2 separate regions of the Mus musculus genome follow, and region 2 is linked to region 1. A link is a contact called in public promoter capture Hi-C data. All regions are on one chromosome and are shown on one strand. Each heading gives the region's core, a stretch centred on a gene start, on an enhancer-like site or on the middle of the called end of the contact. The rest is flanking DNA. Distances are from core to core; before and after follow the strand shown. Region 1 holds the start of Lhfpl5 (lipoma HMGIC fusion partner-like 5). Region 2 holds the start of Bnip5 (BCL2 interacting protein 5).

What was found. Capture Hi-C pulls out chosen DNA fragments and counts their contacts.
Region 2: a promoter capture Hi-C map of adipose tissue shows a contact between it and region 1. The contact joins the promoter of Bnip5 here to the promoter of Lhfpl5 in region 1. A contact is called at or near these places in 3 of 39 promoter capture datasets (embryonic stem cells, hematopoietic stem and progenitor cells and hippocampal neurons), 1 of 484 Hi-C or Micro-C datasets (bone marrow-derived macrophages), 1 of 115 datasets of contacts at active chromatin or transcription factors (pancreatic cancer cells) and 1 of 9 other capture datasets (adipose tissue).

The regions. Positions count from the first base shown.
Region 1 is chr17:28,573,843-28,578,357 of GRCm38.p6, reverse strand. It overlaps Lhfpl5 (lipoma HMGIC fusion partner-like 5), which reads right to left and starts at 2,639. Exons shown (of 4, transcript NM_026571.2): 1 at 1,946-2,639. The coding sequence starts at 2,357.
Region 2 is chr17:28,912,840-28,917,354 of GRCm38.p6, reverse strand. Bnip5 (BCL2 interacting protein 5) reads left to right here and starts at 2,031. Exons shown (of 12, transcript NM_172450.3): 1 at 2,031-2,186. The coding sequence starts at 2,122.

The DNA of each region.
Region 1 (4,515 bases), core at 1,390-3,889:
CGCCACCTTTGCAGGGGCATCAGTTCTCTTCTCCTACCCCCATCCTCTGGCTTTGTGGAAATTTTTGAGCTGACACATGAATCCCCCAGTTGATGGCTATGAGAAACACCTGTTCAGCCCTCTCCTCCCTGACACAGAGTGGAACATGGCACCACCTTTTTCTTTGCTCCACATAAATGCTTCATGGGATGGCACTTAGCCATCTCTGCTACCGGCTCTGTGACCCAGATAGCGTCTGGCTCAAATGGCCTGGTGTTCCTCCACCCAGGTCTCATTTCTATTGCCTGCTCAGCAAGCACACCTATTGGATGATGCTGGAGGTGGGCAGAAAGCTCTAAGAAAGGATGGTGTGTCTCCACATCATCCCGAGCCCTGCGGTGGAAGAACAGCTGGCAAGCACAGCCATCTCACTACTCTTTGGACTCAATCTCCACTGCCTCTTCCTGATATGATCATCATGGCCTGTTGTCCCCTCCTGCCCACTAAGGCTTGGAAACAGACCTCTGGGGAGGAACTCAGGCCAGGTGAGTGGCCGGGGTGTCAGACTGAGAATCGGGTCTGCCTTTGCTTGCTAACTGCTCACCAAAGCGTCTGAACCAGGACTTTGCAAATGCAGGAACCCTCACTACTGGGTTGTGATGAGGCTTCATCAGAAAATGAAATATTTTGTGAATCATGCTTATAAAGTATGGGTCTCAATAAAAATGCTCTTGGACTGCATCTAATTTGGGGGGGTGGGAGGGACCTCTTAATTGTCCCAGGCTCTGATCTGCCAGCTGGTATTCTCTTACCCTCAGTCAGTCCAATTCCTCATCCACAGCTGGGGTCCCCTCCAGCTCTGCCTGCCTGAGAGTCAGACACCTGTTAGTCACCACCCTCTGACCCCCACCAAGGTAATGCTACATTACCCAACGATGTCTAGACAGTTGATCTCCTGTCTCCAGTCCCACCGCTGTTGATGGACATCTGTAGGAGGTCAGGGACTAAGAAACCAAAGGCTGCTGACAGGTGTTAGGCAGTCTCTTCCTGAGCTCCAATGGAGACCAAGATCAGCTGTCCCAAGGACCAAAAGGGCCACCTGAGCCTGGAGCAGGAAAGCAGGCAGGAGATGCCTTGCCTTGGGACCCCATAAGCAGCTGCCTACCTGATACAGTGTAACAGCAGCACCCCCAAACCCCGGACTCTTCCACGAGAGCAGTTGGAACTGAGGAAGAGGCAGGGAGTGAGGCCAGAGATCTGGGAACAGTCATCACCATAGCCCTGGGGTTGGATCCTAGGCCATGTGGCAATAGCCTTCCTCTTCCCTCTGAGTGTGCAAGCCTGTGGTGCGGTGTTCTGGTTGTTGGTACACCTGGCTGCATCCACCCAGAGCTATGTGCCCCCTCCAAGTCACTTCTCTCTGGCTCATGGGCTCTACAGCGAGGACCCCAACAGTCTGCATCCATTCTGCCTATGAATACCCCCTTTTCTTTTACTTTTAGTTGTGTGTGTACATGAGTGTGTGACGTGACGTATGAGCTCATGGGCACATGCCGCATGGAGATCAGATAAACAACTGGACAGACTCTGTTCTTTATGGAATGTGGGTCCTGGATGCTGAACTCAAGCTATCAGACTTGGTGGCAAGCACCTTTACCAGCTGAGCTATCTCCTAGTCCCTGACTCATTCTTTCTTAGAATCTCAGATTCTCCTCAAGACAGGGTCTCACAATATAGCCCAGGCTGGCCTGGAACTCACAGCCCTCCTCTTGTCTCATGGCTCCCACCTATAATTTGGTCTGCTATAGCCTTGGCCTCTACTCTGAGTATAGTGTGAGCCCCTATTCCGAATCTTTTGTGGAACACTGAGTAAGAGAAGGCTCAGAGCTTTCCCTTCATGGGAAAGCCATGGCTGTACCCTGAGTATCCCCCCTCACACACACCACACCCCAGCAACCCTGCTCACCAGCAGCCAGCTGCATCCAGGCGCAAATCTTGTAGACCGTGGCTGTATTACAGACGAAGAACAGGCTGAAGCAGATGATGGAGCCGATGATAAGGAACATGGCCAAGGCCACAAAGAACATGGCAGTCTTGAAGGCTCTGGAGGGGATGGAGGAGAAGTCCAGAGGGCCCCCCTTGCAGATGAGTTCCGACGACAGCACGTTGCCCACGCAGTAGGAGAACAAGCCAAAGTAACCAGCCTGTGGTGTGCTAACACTGTCGCCTATCCAGTAGGGCTGGATAAAGAGGGCCATGACCAGCACCGAGAAACAGATAGTGAGCGTGCCCCACATCACTCCCACAGCGCGCGAGTTTCGCACATAGTTGGTGTGGTAGATCTTGGCGGCCTCCTGGGCTGGCAGCAACTTCACCATGGCGAAGGCCGCTGGACTAGGACGGGGACACTGGCTGGGTGCAGGTCTACAGCTCTAGGGAGCAGAAGTCGTGGGTCAGTCCTCAGCCTGGTGTGAGGAGCAGCCTGAGGTCAGGGAGCCATGCAAACATTCCCCCCAGTAGGTTGGGAGTGCAGCAGGCCAAGGTCAACCTTGTCTTCGCAAGAGATGCTTCCCAGATGAATGTGCCCGTTCTGACCAGGATGGGCTCGAGTCTGCCGCCTCCTCTAGGTCGGCCAGGGTCTGGGCCTGCGCCTCCGCTTTGCCCGCCCCTCCTGCTTGCCCTCACAGGCCACGCCCGGCCCGCTCTGCGAAACGCGTTTCAGCACCGCGGCCAGCGCCAGAGTTCGGGGGCGTGGCCTGGTAGGGGCGTGGCCGGCGGCCGCGCAGAGCCTGGAGGGGCGACTTGGAGGGGAAGGGAGCTGGGACCCCGGTCCTCTCTTCCTCCCAGAGGGTGGGGCCGACCGTGTGTCACGTTCCTTCCGCTGATTCCAGCTGCAAAACCGCTTCCTGTCCTCTACACCCCTAGTCACCCTTCGGGGACCTCCACCTCCCACCAGCCGTAGCAGCACCACCGCTCCATCCCGAGGGCCGCAAGTTTTGACTGGGTCTTGGCTTGGTCTTCCAGTCAATGACCGCCGAGACCAGAGTGGAGGCTAGAGAAATATCCTGTCAGCAAGGACCTGAGCTAGTGCAATAACACTCGCAGTAATAAAGAATACCAAAGTTCATTCTCCAGAGCCTTTCCCAAACCACAACGGAGCAGTCAGTGTATCCAACACACGGCCTTTCTCCTCTGGTTTCCATTTTTATTGCAGATTTCCTTTTTAAAAAATATTTCGTTTTTCCGCTGAATGTAGTGGCTCACACCTGTAATAATCCCAGCACTCAAAAATTGGAAGATGATCAGGATAAAGAGAGGCTACATAAGATTGTCTCAAAAGCCAAAGAAATAACCCATATATAAACCCAGATTTTTTTAGATAACTGCATGGCTAGTGTAAGTACTAAAAGGCAATCCAGTAAAGTATACATAAAAGAATAAACCCTCTATAACCCTGAAGTCTGGAGCTAAATAAGATATGACAAGGGCTTTAGCCTAGGAGATAGCTCAGCGAATAAACATTTGTCGTTCAAGTTTAAAGGTCTAAGTTCAAATCCCCAGGCCTCAGGTAAAACAACCTGGAAACTGGGCTTTAAAGGCATGGTGGTGCATGCAGCCTTTGATTTCAGCACTTGAGAGGAAGAGGCAGGCAGATCTCTATGAGTTCAAGCACAGCCTGATCTACAGATCAAGTCCTAGGATAGTCAGAGATAGTCTAGATAGTCCTAGATAGTCCCATATCCTGAGACACAGTCTCAAAAATTTCCAACGACCAACCAGCAACAACAACAAAGCAAAACAAACAAAAAACAGGAGAGGCCAGGCAGTGGTGGTACACGCCTTTAATCCCAGCACTCAGGAGACAGAGGCAGAAGGATTTCTGAGTTCAAGGCCAGCCTGGTCTACAGAGCGAGTTCCAGGACAGCCAGGGCTATACGGAGAAACCCTGTCTAAAAAAAACAACAACAACAACAACAACAACAAAAAACCAGCACAGGACAGGACATTGAGTGGGCGTGACTACTCACATCTGTCATTCCAACACTTGTGTAGCTAAAACAGGAGGCTTATTCCATGTTCAAGGCCAGCCTAGGTTACCATGAGACATTACTAAACTATGGAGTTTCAATTTAGACAACAGAGGTGAGAGCCAGCAGGTAATTAGTAGATAAACATCCTGGCATCTCTGTGGACCGGTGACTGGGTACCCCTCTTACTTTAGACAGTTGGCAACAAGAGCAAGTGTGTGAGGGGGGTACCATGGCCCTGTCGCACCCACCTCGTCTGGCAAGGAAAACGCAACACGGTCTGATTCTTCTCAACAGCTTTATTGCGGGAACGCCTTGATGCTACGGGAACCCCAGGCACCCAGGGAGGACTGCTTATATACACCCCAGCACTGGGGAGGGCTTATGTGTCCTCCTGGGATTGGTCAGTCTGCCGGCACCTTAATTTGCATGCACCTGCTCGGGAGGGGTTAGCACCAGATTCGGGCTAGCACCTGCTCAGTGGTATTGTTTACAGCAACGGTGTACT
Region 2 (4,515 bases), core at 782-3,281, 340 kb before region 1:
TTTTTCAGTTACTGGGGCTGGAATCCAGGTCCTCACACTAAGTAGGGTGTGCTCTGCCCTGAGCCACGCCCCACATTGTCTCCTATATCTTATATTAAATAAAAATATCATAAAATAGTCCCAGTCTCCCCCTCCTCCCACTTCTGCCCGCTCTCTCTTTATAGCATCGGTTGGGAGCTGTCCCTACCAGAGACCCTTTGTTAGGCAGGCCTGGACAGGTATGTGGGACTTGCCCTGGGAAGGAGCTCAGCTTGGTTTAGGCTCAGCTGTAGGCTTTTCTTGAAAATTTTTTTTCATTTTTGAGACAGGGTCTTGTGCAATTTAGGCCAGCCCCAAACTTAGCATATACCAGAGGCTGGCCTTGAACTTCTGATGCTCCTGGCTCCACTTCTGCCATGCTGGGATTATAAGTGTGCACCACCACACCCCACTGCCTTAATATCTTTTCAAGAAGGGTCCTTTGTAATCATTTTGTACTGGGCTCCACACACACCCTGTGGCTAGCCCTGTTCCTCAGACCCCTGGCTCTGTCTCTAGGGCTGCAGACTAAGATTTGGTCTTGGAGGAGCATTGATGAGAGAGGTGCAGGCACAGAAGCTTCCCTCCTGTGAGCGCTGGCACACAATACAAGCATGTCTGGGGTGGGATTGGGCAGTTTCAGGCAGATGCCTGAACAATGACCCCACATCTGCACAGTGACCTCACACCTGCACAGTGACCTCACACCTGCACAGTGACCTCACACCTGCACAGTGACCCCACACCTGCACAGTGACCTCACACCTGCACAGTGACCCCACACCTGTACAATAAGCCCACACCTGCACAGTGACCCCACATCTGCACAGTGACCCCACACCTGCCCCTCCATTGGCTTCTTTTTGATGTGATAAAATGCACACTACAGAAATTTTATCATAACCTTTTTTTTTCGGGGAGAGAGAGGGACAAGGTCTCAATATCATTAACTGGTCTGAAACTGGCTATGTAGCTATGTGACTTTAAACTCACAGAGATCTGCCTGCCTCTCCCTCCAGCATATTGGGATTAAAAGAGTGTATGATTGGGGCTGGAGAGATAGCTCAGTGGTTAAGAGCACTGACTGCTCTTCCAGAGGTCCTGAGTTCAAATCCCAGCAACCACATGGTGGCTCACAACCATAATGAAAGACACCCTCTTCAGGGGGGTCTGAAGATAGCTACAGTGGACTTACATATAATAAATAAATCTAAAAAAAAAAAAGCACATGATTAAATTTGGCCAAAGTGTTGTGTGTGTGCGTGTGTGTAAAGGACATTTTCAAATATTTATTTGTGTGCATGAGCATTTTGCTTACATAAATGTATGTGTATACCTGCACAGTGTCCATAGAGGTCAGAAGAGGGCATTAGATCCCCTTGAACTGGAATTAAATCATCACATGGCTGCTAGGAACTGAACCCAGGTTCTCTGCAAGAGCAGCCAGTGCTTTTAATCACTGGGCCATCTCTTCAGCCCCCAGAGCTTTTTTTTGGGGGGGGGGCAGGGTAGGACAAAATGACAGAGAATAGTCAGGCCTTTGTCTCAAAACAAAACAAAAACAAAAAACAAACAAACAAACAAATAAATAAAACCCAAACTCAAAAAACAAACCCAGCAAGCCCCTAAGAAGTTGGCTATTGGGAATTGGAAGTCTTTTTTTTTTTTTTTTTTTTTTTTTTTTTAAATATGGTGCTGGTCTTTAGTCTTGGAGGCGCCAAGAAAGCTTGGATTTCAATTTCATAACGCGGGCCAGACATGAAGCTGGTTTCTAAGCGCTGGTTTCGTTCAGGTACAATAAGGAAGCTGTCAACTGAAACTGTGTGTGTTTTTTCTCCTCTCTCTCTCTCTCCTGGGTAGAGAGCTTCCTATCTCTGCCACAGCCCAGAGGAGCGGGAAGCAACCTGGGCGGGAAGCAACCTGGTGGCCAGCCCTCCTCTCTGGTTGGCTACCTGTGAGCTCAGCTCCAGGGAAACAATACTATATATAAGCCAGGAGTTCTGAGTCCCTCTGAATAGTGTTAGCAGTTGCACGCAACAGCAGCTTCTTCTCCCTGGAAGTGCTGGAGCTGACCCACAAAGGACTTCTACATAACAAGGAACAATGCCCAGATCAAGGAATCCCAGCCAAGGGATGCCCCGGGACAGCAGCGACTCCTGTGGTCTGAGGTAGGTTGAATCTTCGCTTTTGGAACCAGGGCAATGGGTGGGTATTTCAGGGTCCCAAAGGATGCTGGACATAAGAGTAATAGACCCGAATCCAGACCTAATTCTGCTTCTAGCTTGCTGGTCTTCCTAGGGTCTGTTTTTAAAAAAAGATGGAGTGTGACTCAGAAGGAAGAGGTGCTTGCTCATGATATCCAAGCCTGAGTTCAAAACTTCATCCGAATCTTCCCATGCATGCCGTGGTACACCCCCCATGACACCCCTGCACACACCACACACACCATAAACACATGCATACACACACACACACACCATACCAAGCACACACACTCTCTCTCACACACACATAAAACATACACCACAAACACACACATACACACCACACACCCACATACACACACATACACACCACACATACATATACCACACATGAATGAATGCACCTCGCACGCATGCACACACACTCACACACACTCTCACACACACGCACACACCACTACCACCACACACAGAGAGACCTTGATTGGTCGTTGCTTAACAAGTGGGGCCGGGTGTGGCCAAGAACAGGTTTCCCACTCCAGGCTCAGGGGTCCCCGAAGAACCCCTCACTGCCCAGCCTGTGAGAAGGCAAGAGTCATGAAAGCATCTGTACCTCTCTCTGCAGGAGTCCAAAATAATGGCTTTGCTCTTGGCTTCACCTGGCTCTCCCCTGCCTGGAAGGTTCTGAGCTCTGGGTGGTATGGGCCCGAGAGAGACCTCGTGAGCTTAAGCATAGAGCCATTGGCTATGGGGCTGTGAGGCCCACTCTGGATTCATAAGCTTTGTACTTGGGGTACATGTGTCCAATCTCTATACACATATATAGATGTGTGACTACACAGTCAGGATGTGTGTGTGTGTGTGTGTGTGTGTGTGTGTGTGTGATTTGGAATTGGACCAGAGAGGAATGTTTAGGTCCTGCTCTCTGCTCCCAGCTCTGGGACTTTGACTGTGTGTCAGCAGCTCAGGGCCGCAGTACCCACGCCAGACAGTCTGATTCACTGGGTGCTGTCAGAGTCAACGCAATCACCGAGGTGAAAGGGCTTATAGTGTTTGTGTATAATTATTTATTTGTACCATAAACAAACAGGGCCTGCCTGGCCAGGGGTGGGGACAGGGGAACCTCTAGCCAGGCATCCCTTATGGATCTTAGACACGGGGCCTGGGGCAAGCTTTAGCCTCTTATGCTCGGAATAGAGACTGTATTGGGTATGCTGAGTTAGTGTAGGCTGACAGTATGCAGGATGTGCTCCTGCAGGGCCTTCCATAGCATCTGTGAGGCGGTGTGTGTGTGTGTGTGTTGTGTGTGTATGAGTGAATGTGTGTGAGTGTGTATATGTGTATATGTGTGTGAGTGTATATGTGTGTGTATGAGTGTGTATATGTGTGTGTGTGTGTGAGTGTGTATGTGTGTGTGTATGAGTGAGTGTGTGTGTATGAGTGAGTGTGTATATGTGTGTATGTGTATATGAGTGTATGTGTGTGAGTGTATATGTGTGTATGAGTGTGTATATGTGTGTGTGTGTGTGTGAGAGAGAGAGAGAGAGAGAGAGAGAGAGAGAGAGAGAGAGAGATCTACAAGGATGGAGGAGGAAGCACCGCAACTTTTGGCATGAGAATAATAGGCAAGGCAAATGTAATGAGGGCAAAGTTCAGTTTAGAAAATATGCCAAACACAGCCACGTGCTGGGGGAAACCGTGCCAGTTCAGTGTGACTTCTCTGGTCCTTTGTGGCTGTGAAATGAGTCACTGGAGCCATTTTCCTATCTTGGCTCCCGTGATCTGTGCATCAGACCTTGGGTATTTCTGGCTAGGGTGTATGGACTTTGCTCTGAAGTCTATTCTCAGCCATGGAAACAAACATGTTTACATGAGTGGTTGGGTATCCATGCAATGTGCCTGGACTCTCTCGGTCTGGGCCAGGAAGTTGTCTGTGATGACTCCTAAATGGGCACAATTTCATACTGAGGACACCCAGAAAGATCACTGGCAGTGAAATTTGGGGAGGTGGGTCAGCATCTTCTCAGAAAAGACAGGTATGCACAGAGAACGTCTCTCTAGAGTAACAGGCTCACCCTCTCTGGCCAGCCATACTCTCTCAGTCTCTGACCCAGATCTGGAACAGTGTTTCTACAACATTCCAAAGATGGAGCAGGCAGAGGGGTCGGGGAGGGTAGAGATGAGTTCCGTCAGTTGAGGCCACCTGGAAAAAGTTTCCAGGATGTGGTCATGGGATCAAAGGCCAGGACAGCTTGAGCAGAAGGCTGAAGAGTAAGACGAGATCTCTGGGCTT